Regions from separate parts of the Danio rerio genome. Here region 1 is linked to region 2. A link is a contact called in public HiCAR-type data. All regions are on one chromosome and are shown on one strand. The core of a region is the stretch at or near the end of the contact, and the rest is flanking DNA. Distances in the headings are between cores, read along the strand shown. Region 1 overlaps robo1 (roundabout, axon guidance receptor, homolog 1 (Drosophila)). Region 2 overlaps robo1 (roundabout, axon guidance receptor, homolog 1 (Drosophila)).

The links. HiCAR-type assays count read pairs that join an accessible place to other places.
Region 1: a HiCAR-type map of caudal fin shows a contact between it and region 2, with 4 times the contacts expected there. The contact joins two enhancer-like sites. A contact is called at or near these places in 1 of 18 Hi-C or Micro-C datasets (an unstated tissue) and 1 of 4 datasets of contacts at active chromatin or transcription factors (caudal fin).

The regions. Positions count from the first base shown.
Region 1 is chr15:42,299,393-42,302,997 of GRCz12tu, forward strand. The region is part of intron 3 of robo1 (roundabout, axon guidance receptor, homolog 1 (Drosophila)); the gene reads right to left. Among named protein-coding and RNA genes, the nearest start is that of robo1, 240 kb to the right of the region's middle. Within about 2 kb of position 1,864, at least 9 of the 62 cell types and tissues checked have an H3K27ac peak or open chromatin away from gene starts, as enhancers often do. A contact at or near this core is called in caudal fin, where this site is marked.
Region 2 is chr15:42,156,829-42,160,161 of GRCz12tu, forward strand. The region is part of intron 4 of robo1 (roundabout, axon guidance receptor, homolog 1 (Drosophila)); the gene reads right to left. Among named protein-coding and RNA genes, the nearest start is that of robo1, 380 kb to the right of the region's middle. Within about 2 kb of position 2,068, at least 5 of the 62 cell types and tissues checked have an H3K27ac peak or open chromatin away from gene starts, as enhancers often do. A contact at or near this core is called in caudal fin, where this site is marked.

The DNA of each region.
Region 1 (3,605 bases), core at 614-3,113, 140 kb after region 2:
CCCATACAACAATGACTTTGATATATTTGATATACTTTATTTTAGATTATTTCGCCTTTTTATTTTACCCAGATAACATTTCTTTTTCTAATATGCAATATTTTGTTTTAATTTAGTTTAAGTTTATTTAGTTTTAAGTTACTTTTCTAGATAACTCAGATTCAGAATTTAATTGATTTATTCATTCATTCATTTTCTTTTCAGCTTAGTCCCATTATTAATCCGGGGTCGCCAAAGCGGAATAAACCGGCAACTTATCCAGCAAGTTTTTACGCAGCGGATGCCCTTCCAGCCGCAACCCATCTCTGGGAAAGAATTTAATTGAATCTTATTTATTTATTTTGACCCATATAACAATAACTTGGATTCTGTTTTTCAAATGTAATATTCAATTTTATTTAGTTTTATTTTATTTTACCCACATAACATTGAGTCTGACTCAGTTTTAAAAAAAGTTTCATATGCAACCCCAATATTTTTTACTAATTTAGTTTAATTTGCCAGATATTCCGATTACGTTTTTTTTCACATATTATATATATTTTATAAATAAAATATTTTATTATTTTGTTTGATTTTATAAGCAATAACTATATTTTAATTTAACTTAGTTAATTTTTCTTTTAGTTTATTCTTTTTATTATATTTTTCCTATATAACAATGACTTTAATTCAGTTTTTTTTATCATCTAATATTTAATTAAATTTTGTTTTATTTTATTTTACCTGGATGACAATGAGTCTGGCTCATCAATTTATAATAATTTAATTTATTTTAACTGATAGAAAAGTCAGTGTGTTTGCCCCCATGGTTCAGTTCAGTGATCTAAATAAAAGTTTAGACAGAATCAAACAAATTGATTCAATAATTAAAGAGGCATTAATTTAACGTATTCATAGGACTTTTTTTTCCCTAAATAAACCAATACATACTAATTTCACAGACATTACAAGGCTGTAGTTTAATCACTCAGTCTATTCTTAGTCACAACTTCTGGAGTATATGTTTAACAAACTGTAGACCTAGCCGAGGGCTATTTCCATTTTGCCTACTGTACTGCATATACTCAAAAACTAAAACTATTTAACTGCAGATCAAAGTTTTCCCAAGGTCAAGCTTCCTCTCTGCATATTCTCTGCTCCAACTTCACCTCTCATAGGGGAGAAAACTTGACCCGAGCCTTCACTTGGCACCATAAGCTTGTAGATGAATATGGCACTCAGGGCTCCACGCCAAGACAGAAAAAAAACAATCTTTGTAAGTTTGCCAGAAACATAAGCAATGCAGGCAAGGAGGCTGGAGGGGGAAAAAAAAGTTGAACGCCTTTTAAATATCATTCAGGAGATGGCAGATGAGATTGCAGTGTAATAGGAGTTACACTTATCTGATGGCTTACGGCTTATTATAACGGTTTTCGGAAGAACCGTACATGACAAGGACAGGAGTGCCTCAGGGTTCGCTACTGGGCCACACAAATATGATTACAGGTTGGCGTGCGAACGGTTAATATTTCAACCCCGTAAAGGAGACTTTGCACGAAGGATTGCTCAAACCTGATGTCAAACAGCTGATAGGACCGGGGAATTCCAGCTAATCTGATGAGCGCATCATTCTGTGCCTCAGTGATATTGAATCGCCGACTCTTTATGACTGTTATAACTTTACGACCGCAATTCTTTTGTGGATTATTCAGAGAGATTGAAACTGTGAGCTGCGGATTCTTTTTAAAGTCCAGACGTCCAGCACTTTGAAGACTGACACTCAACCCTGGCGAGCATCAAAACTACGCGGCCACGTCTGAGACGGCACGACACCATCTGTTCCCTCTCCAGTTGCTTGAGAACACATAAAAGAAGCAGGAACACATTTACAACACGCAACTTCCTGTCTGCCCGTAATTACTCGGGAGCTCCTGTGAATGTCATTCGTCCCCCGAGGATGCCGATTCAATGCGGCTGACAATATTCCTCTCAATTAAAATCCCTCTTTTAAGCCACATATACAGATTTCTGTGCTGCAGACTAAACGCTGCCAATCATCGTTGAGAAAGCGGCAAGCTATTCCATCCAATGTGCATCAAAAACCTCGCAGTTTGTAGCATGCATGCCAAGCAAACATGTTCCTCACGTCAGGATCACTGGAATGAGACGTAGCTTAAATGCGGCTAAATGCACCGGGATGTGTGCCTAATGGCTGGTTTATTTTTATAAATAAATTGCAGGGTGCCACAAAGCTTAAAAAGTGTCTGTGTTGACTCATTTCTCGCGGTCGAAGGAATATGGCAACCATGCAAAGTTAACATTTGGGTATTTCCACCAAGGACGAGCAGCATGAGAAAGCAATTATTAAGGCAATAATTATTATCATCAAGACTGAAAGTAGGGGAGGAAAACAAAAAAAAAATCAAGTCTGAAAATTAGCTGCGATGCCGCAAGCTTTCAAAGTGATATACAGCCAGAGGAACGCAGAGTTGCAATAATCCTTAGCATAGCAGCAGAAGTGCCCACACCAGGGACCTACGCCAGACAGCTTGTCTTACATCAGCAAAGCGCAGGCCAACCCGCAATCCGAGCGTGCGGAACGGTTTCTCTTGCGAGGGCTCTAATGCCAAGCCAAAATCCTTTGTTTCAGTTAGCGATAACAATAGGTGTAAGAGCAGTTCACAGATTATGGCAGGATCTGTTTGGCTAGGAGCCAGACAGCACTAGCATTATACTATTAGGGCTTTTATTGTTGTGCAGACCTCAAATATCTGAGAACAAGGCGAACAAAGCCTCGTGAACACAGAATTTGTTCTGCTTGGCTTCTGATAACCCTTCAAAAGCTGTTAGTGAGGCAAATTCAGTCTGGGGGATTGGCTTGGCAAATTGGATTAATTATTTTAATCGAAATTCATTTCCCAAAACATACGTTTGACATCGTTGAACAAGTCGTTCTTATGAAAGCTTTTTTTTTCCAAGCAGAATTAGCTAACAGTCATTCTTTATGTTGTTTTTTTCACTTTATACACTTAACTTATGTCTTAAAATATAAATTAAATATTAAATTGAGTCCATAACATGAAAGTTTCATGATTTTACAATTCAAACAAATTATTACAAACTTGAAAGCAGTTGTTTTGTTTTATTTCGGGATGTTTGACATGTAAACCTGCAGATGTGATGAGTTGTCAAACTATCGGAAAACATGCTTTATGTAAATAAATTTAGATATTCATATTTGCTTATATAATACACACTCACCGGCCACTTTATTAGGTACACCTTACCAGTACCAGGTTGGACCCATTTTACGTTCAGAACTGCCTTAATACTTTGTGGCATAGATTCAACAAGGTACTGGAAATTTTTTGTCCATATTGACATGATAGCATCACGCAGTTGCAGCAGATTTTTCAGCTGCACATCCATGATACAAATCTCCCGTTTCTCCACATCCTAAAGGTGCTCTATTGGATTGAGCTCTGGTGACTGTGGAGGCCACTTGAGTACAGTGAACTCATTGTCATGTTCAAAAAACCAGTCTGAGATGATTTGCGCTTTATGACAAAGCGCTATCATAAAGCTTATTCTGCTGGAAGTAACCATCAGAATATGGGTACACT
Region 2 (3,333 bases), core at 818-3,317:
CAGTACTGGGAAATAACCATACATTCTCACACATACACTACAGCCAATTAAGTTGATACTAGAAAGCAGAGACTTGTGTAGACTGTTCACTAGAGGCCAAATATTGTACACACACATATATCTCACAGCTGTATGTGTGTGTGTGTGCTGGGGGAAGGGATCGGTTTCACGCAGGTCGAAAAAGCCCCTCCACGTCCTCAGGTGGGTTTGTTTTGCATCTCTTGTAATCACATTCACCCAGGCGTGAGCTCTGCTGGTAATGGAGCTGTTCAACATCACAACATGACATGATGACATCATCACAGAGCCTGCAACTACAACACTGAGGTCAACCGAGGCAAAACTAGATGATTTCCTCCAACACACACATGCACATGCACACACATACAAATACATACCTTTTTTTGAGTTGCTAACTGTGCCATAGTGGCTGAATCATTCTCTATTAGGCCTATGAGATCATCCAATACATGATCTCCTTGTATTATTTTTTTCTCTAATAATTCCTAAATGGGTGGGATATTTTATTAAACCATCTAAAAGGGAAACCAGACTATCTTCAGGTGAGATATTACAATTTCTTTTATGTTTCCATGTAATGCGTATTAAATGCCAGCAAAGCTCAATGACATTATTTGTGCTTTAGACTTGGTCGGCTGGGAACACCCACAAATTCGTCACTTTCATTTGTGCCGTGGTGGAAAACAACAGACTACGATGATTGTACAGAGACCTTGTTTGGAGCTTTATCTTAAGTTTTACTGCCAAATAAAAACACTGAAGCCAGTGGGTAGGTACTGTAGGTAGGTAGGTAGGTTGGATTCTTTCTTTCTCTTTCTTTCTCTTTCTTTCTTTCTTTCTTTCGTTCTTTCTTTCTTATTTGATTATTTCTGAATAACTAGATGTCCACCAATCTTTTTTATTTAGTTATTTATTTATTTTAATTAATTATTGATTTAGTTGACCTATTTTTTATTGATTTATTGGACTTATTTATCTGACATTTATTGATTTATTTGACTTATTGACTATTTAATTTGACTTGTTTATTTCTTTATGGTGTATTTATTTATTTATTTATTTATTTATTTATTTAACTTATTTATTTGACATTTATTGATTAATTTAGTTATTTATTCATTCATATTTACTTATTTGTTTATTTATGTATTTATTTGATTTGATTTATTCATTTATTTATTGATTGACTGATTGATTCATTTATCTTTACTTATTTAACTTATTTATCTTTATTTCACCTAATTATTTGACATTTATTTATTTGACCAAATATTTGTATTGCTTTATTTGATTTATTTATTTAAATTACTTAGTTATTTGACCTATTTATTGACTTATTAATTAATTAATACACTTAACTTGACTTATTTATTTGACTTATTCATTTATTTATTTGACTTACTAATTTATTTATTTGACGACTCATTTATTTCTTTATTTAAATTATTCATTTAGACTTATTTATTTATTAACTTATTTCACTTAATCTAATAACATTGAGATTTATTTTATTGATTAATTATTAATTGATTGATTTGACTTACTTATTGATTTGACTTCCTTTTTCCTTCCTTCCTTCCTTCCTTCCTTCCTTCCTTCCTTCCTTCCTTCCTTCCTTCCTTCCTTCCTTCCTTCCTTCCTTCCTTCCTTCTTTCCTTCCTTCCTTCCTTCCTTCCTTCCTTCCTTTGTTTATTTAATAGCCAGATATCCACCAATCATATTTATTTAATTTATTTGTTTGCTTATTTGTCAGTGAGAATCTTTTTTTTTTTTTACTTTTAACCCTAAATTCAGAGACAAAGTTGGCAATATTGTCATACACCCCCTCCCTCCATTCTCTCTCTGGTCTTCCCGCCGCTCATTTACTGCACAGAATCCGTCTAACGTGACGGATGAGGCCGGCACGCTTTTTAGCGCAGAAGATGAATGGGCAAAATATGCTGATTCTCCTCTGGAAAGATGAATAATTCCCACCCGGAGCGCTCCTGAAATAACTGCGTGTTCTGGCCTCGGGGGACGGCTCTCTCTCTCACTCTCTGTCGGAAACGGAGGACGCAAACAAACTATGAAATGCCTGAAAAGCAAATCAAAATGAGTAATATCTCCACTGCATTCCTCGACTGGTTTTGTTGGCTGCTTGCCAAGCAGTTTTGTGGAAAGAGTCGAGAAACATGGCTAATTTGTTGGTTTTAATTGCGGAGCACTTGGTGGCGGAGGGAGGAGATTTCACAGGTCAACCCAAACAAAAAACAACAGAGAGGAGCAAAGCTGTACGGCTAATCGGAGAGAGGTGAAAACTGTTCAGCTACGTCTCCTCTGTGGGTTACAGAAATGCATTTTACAGCTTTTCATCTGTCATCTCCATATTAAACACGCTCCCAGGCGAGATTCTGAGGTTTATTGTAATTATATCCAGCTCTACTGTGAACTACTGCAGGAATATGGCAAGTATGACAAGATATTTGCAGACACATTGATTAAGCTCTCAAGGCTAAGATCCTGTTTTACTCTTTAAATAATATATATTTAGGGTTAATTATAAGCCTTAATGAAAGCATTTTAAAGCAAAAAAGATCATTTTCTTATTGAAATGCATTAGATGCAAGCAATTCTTTCTTATCTTATCTTTTTATTTAAAAAAAATAATAATAGACAAGCTATCTATTAGGTCTTTTTTATTTACTTATCAATAAATAAAATTATAAATTGCAATACAATTTACAGTATATTTTTTATGTCAACCCATCAATTATGTCTTTCTTTATTTACTCATATTTATTATATATTATACAATATTTATAACAAACAAATATCATATTTAAACATTTATCTATAATTAAATATTAATACATATTATATAAATTATTAATACATTGAACAATATAGAAAATGATTATTAAATATTAAACTTTACATATTTTTTATGTTATTAAATATAATTTTTATGAAATATTATATATTTATAATTTATAATTTAATAAACGTATTTATTTATATAATTTATTTGTGAATGCATCAATAAATATCTATCTAATTTAAAAACTTTTGCACACAATGTTTTAAACTATTTATTTATTCATTAAATTTACATTTATAATAAACAAAGTATATTTTTTAACATTATATAGTTATAATTAAATATTATTAAATATTGTATAAATTAGTATTAAATATATATTTTAAATAGTATTAAATATAAAACAAATTATTATTAATTTTAAATGTCATAATAAATATTATTAAATAATAGATATTTTACACAATATTATCAATTTACATATTAAATTAAATAATAATTACATATTAAATATT